2 separate regions of the Zea mays genome follow, and region 2 is linked to region 1. The links are chromatin contacts, called in public Hi-C maps. All regions are on one chromosome and are shown on one strand. The core of a region is the stretch at or near the end of the contact, and the rest is flanking DNA. Distances in the headings are between cores, read along the strand shown. Region 1 holds the start of LOC100191272 (4-nitrophenylphosphatase). Region 2 holds the start of LOC100382679 (Outer envelope pore protein 24A chloroplastic).

Region 1 (2,700 bases), core at 183-2,682:
TGTTCTAATAATTAAGTATACAACAGCGCAGATGTATGCTACAGCATGGCGATGATGACCATAATATAACACAAGCTAGCGCCCGCACACACACAGTGTGGTGGTGGCGATGCCCAGATCTTTTTGATATCCCCAAGAAACCTAACAACTAGATACAAATCAATGTCATCACGTTCGTCGTTAAAGATCTGCGCTAGGGCAGCGACGGTCGGGGAAGCGAGCTCGACGTCGACGGTGATGTAGTTCCCGTTGCTGACAGCATCACTCTAGATCAGTCTAGGGTGTGAGGTGGGAAACTGTAGACGATACAGTGACTGCGAACCTCTTGTCGAGCCGTCAACTTCCACCTCTCTATTTATAGGCTGCGCATCAGGGGTCCACCAACCTCCACCAACCTCGTCTTGGTGTAGACGCCCCCGATCAGGGTGTGAGGTCAAGAGCCCAGTTCTCCGTTGGGCTAACTGGTGAAGATTAATTCCAACATTCTCACCCTTGATTTCATCTTATACTTTCAACTTTATACCTTTTATTTTTTTCATATTCCATTACAGATTAGTGTGTAGAGCATGCTTCATTCACGGTCAATCGTCGATAGACTTAACAGCTACAATACGCATCTCTGGTCTGAAACAGATATTTTAACTTTGGGTCCTTTTATTGCCCAAAAAACATATGCTATACCATAAACCTATTGTTGACTGTGAACGCACTGGGTGGTAAGCCTTTGGTAAGAGGATCCGCAAGCACTTGCTTGTTACTTATATGTTCAATATTTTAGTATGATTCTGGACTTTCTCCTTACAACATATAACCTTGTGTCAAGGTGTTTGGCAGCACACTTAACCCGTTGTCATATGAGTGAACTATTTAAATGATTATTGTTGTTGTCAACCATTATCAATTTCGGGTACAACTTCTCTTAACCATTTTGCTTGTCCCTTAATTAGGTGTGTTGTCTCAGTTTTGAAACAGACGAAAAGGATGAGTAGGAGCGATTTGGTGAGGCAAATAGTCGGTGATAAGGTATTGGTTTGTTAAACCATTTTTGGTTTCACCTATCTAATAGAAAAAAGAGAAGTGTTTTTTTTTTCTAAAAGCCATGTAAAAATAATGTTTGGTACAATTTCTCCATCTATCTACTATATAAAGCATCAACTTCTATGGTTTCGTAGTCGTTGCGCGTCACTCTTCTCCTCCTCGTTTTATACAAAAATAAGGTAAAATTATGCACAAGTGAAGGTTGAAACTTAAGTTGTCTACATATTCACTCACATAACCAATAGAACATATATATTTTGTGTTTTATTAAACATGAAGCAGCTGAAGTCGCTGAAGAGAAGCCTCGCCAAATGTGCACTAAATCCAACCCAATTCTGTTGGGCCAAGTTCTTTACCACTACCGGCCCAGACACCTAAACGATGACACAGCGTGCACCCACCACCACCAGCGCCGAGCGCCGGCCGCGATACCGTCGTGTCCCCCTCCCCACCGCATTAGCGCCGGCCGACAAAATTACTAGGTGCTTAATTTAACTACTAGTGGCCCTAGGCGTGAAACTTCACCAGCTCCGCCACTGCCCATGGCCAACGGCCGTCCGGACCCTCGCTGCGTCGTCCTCACCGCCGACACTGCCCGATCCCTCGTAGATTCCGTCGACGCCTTCCTCTTCGACTGCGATGGTATCTGATTGTTCACCTTTCTCCATTTTGTTTGTCTGTTTTTTTTTCTTCGCTTCAGATTTTGACCCCTGCTTCGCTCTGACCGGTAATTCTAATTGCTTCTCTGAATTTGTCTAGGGGTCATTTGGAAGGGAGATAAGCTCATTGAAGGGGTCCCAGAGACGATGGAGCTACTGAGGAAACTGGTATGGGAACATCCCTTTATTACTATTTAAGTATTGAATTCGTTTCCTCATTTTCAATAGTTCAACTGTCAGGCAAATAAATGCCAAATGATCAAAACAAGTACATAATTAAGGGCTAGCTTGTTTTGTCGTGCCTTAAAAAAAAAAACTGGTTCTAGATTGATTGGGGCTTTGAAGAATCTGGTTCTCCAAAGTTGCATCTATTTAAGCTAAAATAGAGACAGGCAGTAAGTGCAACCACACCACACCAGGCACCAGATACCGTAATGAAATGAAAATCATTGACACTACTACTACTACATTGCTTTAAAGTTATTCTGGTTTTGTTCATCTACATAACTCCTGTCTGAAACAAGGATAATAGGCCTATATCTTTTTTCTATGTGAATTCTAGCATGATGAACTCACCTCATTAACCAAGATGTGATCTTTGTTGCGCCATTATTTAAGACATTGCTCTAGTACTCGGTGGCTTATTGGTTTATAGAAAAAGGTATATACAGATTATGAAATTTATTAATTGAGTAATAGTGCATGTATTGGCTTGGTGCAGGGAAAGAAATTAGTTTTTGTAACAAACAACTCTAGAAAGTCGAGAAGGCAATACTCAAAGAAATTCAGATCACTTGGACTTGAAGTTACTGAGGTATGTTTTGGTCTGAGCGGAGACTCTTCCAGTAATAAATTTGTTTTGTATTGTAATCATTTGTTACTTTGTTGTAGGAAGAGATTTTTACATCATCGTTTGCGGCAGCCATGTTCTTGAAGTTAAATAATTTTCCTCCAGAAAAGAAGGTATCATAAATTATTGTGATGTTCTTTCCTTTTGTTTTAT
Region 2 (2,700 bases), core at 173-2,672, 140 kb before region 1:
ATTGAATCATATCCTTACCTAAACAGAGAACTAAAGACTGTCAAGATAGGAAACCAAATCATAATCCTATTTCTACGCACGCATCACAGTACCCTGAGTGCTCTCATATCCCCACACCAGCTCTCTTATCTATTCCAGCAACCAACAACCAGACAACAGTTTCTATAAATAAAACATAGACATGGGATGTTTTCTATTGGTTTATTCTGAGACTTCTGTGCTCGATTGAAGATAATCCACTGGCTATAACATCCAAATTTTGCAGCATGGTATCTGTATGCAGGGCAATTAAAATGTTTGGAGGACAAAACCATATTCTGACTAGATGGCTCACTTCCCCCCCCCCCCCCCCCCCCCCCGGCACAACAAACAGGCTTTTCACATAATTTCAGGTTTAGGTGATGATTTTGGTGACCACAGCCTTTACATCCAACGATTGTGCATACCCAATTTCAATTAATACCCACCCTCCATGCTTGCATTTGCACGGTTTCATGTCGGCATGTGATGTGGGAAGCAACACTACAGTAGGAAAATAGAAGCATGCATTTGATTGCCTAGAAAACCGGATAAGAATTCCTCGTTTCTGAAGCCGCAGAATTAATCAGGAATCATGATCCTACTATCGAGGCACAGATTGATGAAACACAAACCTTCAAGGAACCGCCGGCGATGGAGTCCCTGCTCCACTCGAGGCCGAGCAGCTTGGTGGTGGCGGCGTAGGTGCCCTTGACGGCGTCCCCTCCCGCTAACTTCCTGGTGACGGCGAACTCCCAGGCGTTCTTGTTGGTGTCGAAGAGGGGCTCGATGGTGGTGAGGCGCTCGACCCCGTGCGCGTAGGTGTACTTGACGCGGCAGCCGCCGGACCCGAGCGTGTGGGAGAGGCTGACCTTGTTGGCGGGGTCGAAGGTGGCAGTGCAGTCGAGCGTGGTGCGGGAGGGCGGCGCCGGCGCCGCAAGGCTGGTGGAGTGGGTGTAGGTGAGGCTGACGCGCTTGTCGAGCACGAGCGCGGATTTCATGAACTGGAAGCGCACATCCTGCGACACAGATAGCCGCCGGTAGGTGAGGTGAGGAGGGGCAGGATGAGGAGGTAGGTGGAGACGCCAAGGAGACGACGGTTTACCTGGTTGTGGGGCTTGAGGTCGACGAGGAAAGCTCCAGGCTTCTCGAGGGTGAGGGTGAGGCCCCGGAGGGAAGGCCCGTTGGCGAAGACGGCCTCGGTGGCAGAGGCCTTGAGGCGGAGGTCGCCGGCGGGGGCGGCGAGGCTGGTGGCGGCCGTGGCCTTGTCGCCCTCGTAGCGACCCTTGAGCGTGGCCTTCATCTCTCCCCTCCCAATCGAGTCTGGCACTGGCGTGGGAGTCTCCGGCCGCCGCTGCTGACAGTGCCTTGTGTGGTGCGCTGAGTTGTCCTATCTCCTCCGCGTCTTCCGCCCTTTGCATCGCACCAGTCGCCACCGCCGCCGTACCCGGACGGAGTCCTTGTCCTTGCTGGGCTCCGCCGTGCGCCTCCTGGGCCTGGGCTCCCTACCTACCTACCTACTTACCCCATGTTGCTACATGTGGTCCGGCTCAATCCTGAAAGGGGTTGTTTTTGCCACGGTAATTTTTAGTTTTTTTATAAATCAGTCCCCATCAACTTTATCGCCATTTGAGTCATCAACTCAGACTAGTCTTTTAGGCTGGCTACCGTGGTTGCTCCATCACCACCCTATAAGTTGCAGTAACCTCCTCTCTCCCCCTTCATCTAAGGTATTCTCTCACCTCCTCCTAAATCTGTTTATACTCTAAATTACAAATTAAACACAAAATTAATGTTTATGTATAATTTTAGACTATAATAAATACATATGTTAAAAATATAATTTAAAATATATTAGGAATACATTGTATTATGTATAGAAGGATGAATTTAGGGGAATCGTTGTGGTGATTAGGATTTAGAGAGATAGAGGGTAGACAAAAGTGAGATATATGGATATGATATACGGGGGACCGTTGTGGACATCCTTACCTTCTTGGGTTCAAGAGAAGAACTTAGCTAGGCACTTGGAGGTCTAGGGGGTCGGTTAGCGAGCTATTTAGGAAAGTGATTGGGACCTATTTTGTCATCACCATTTAATTACCCTATCATGACTTTGCGGAGGAAAGTGATGTTCTAGTATCTATATGAGTATGAAGAATGCTCCAAACAAGATCAATGACTTTAAGAAAAACACAAGAGTTATTGAAGGTATTTCAGGATGTGGCTCAAGCGGAGAGTAGGCTTCTGACAAGCACCATTTAGGCCAATTTCAAATGAAAGAAAAGATTTAACAGAACTATGTTCTAGCCTCTAGCATGGTTATGGGCTCGATTTGGATAGGGAAGGATCAATATTTGTGTCGTACTCACATGCATAATTTGCCTTATCATGTAGAAGTGGCACTCGAGGTTGAGTCTAGATTGCTAGATACATAAACTACTACGAGGCCAAGAGTTTTCAGTTCCTAATTCTCTTTGTTTTGGAGGAGATGACTTCAATGTGCTTTGGAAAATATCTTGCATCCACTCATATCGAGGTGTAAAATGTTGATATAGAAACTCTAAAAACTAATGGATCATGGAAGCTGAAGCACTATAAAGTATTTTTTATGAAGCGGTTGAGGAAGGAGAGGTAAAGTAGAGTTATAGAATCTGAAGCACCAATTCAGTAAAATGATTG

The links. Hi-C and Micro-C count contacts between places; a contact is called where the count stands out from the background.
Region 2: a Hi-C map of leaf shows a contact between it and region 1, with 7 times the contacts expected there. The contact joins the promoter of LOC100382679 here to the promoter of LOC100191272 in region 1. A contact is called at or near these places in 3 of 25 Hi-C or Micro-C datasets (ear, leaf and tassel).

The regions. Positions count from the first base shown.
Region 1 is chr1:306,178,593-306,181,292 of Zm-B73-REFERENCE-NAM-5.0, reverse strand. It overlaps LOC100191272 (4-nitrophenylphosphatase), which reads left to right and starts at 1,432. Exons shown (of 11, transcript NM_001136706.1): 1 at 1,432-1,680; 2 at 1,798-1,865; 3 at 2,419-2,511; 4 at 2,589-2,660. The coding sequence starts at 1,581.
Region 2 is chr1:306,322,817-306,325,516 of Zm-B73-REFERENCE-NAM-5.0, reverse strand. LOC100382679 (Outer envelope pore protein 24A chloroplastic) reads right to left here and starts at 1,422. Exons shown (of 3, transcript NM_001175403.1): 1 at 1,124-1,422; 2 at 654-1,037. The coding sequence starts at 1,321.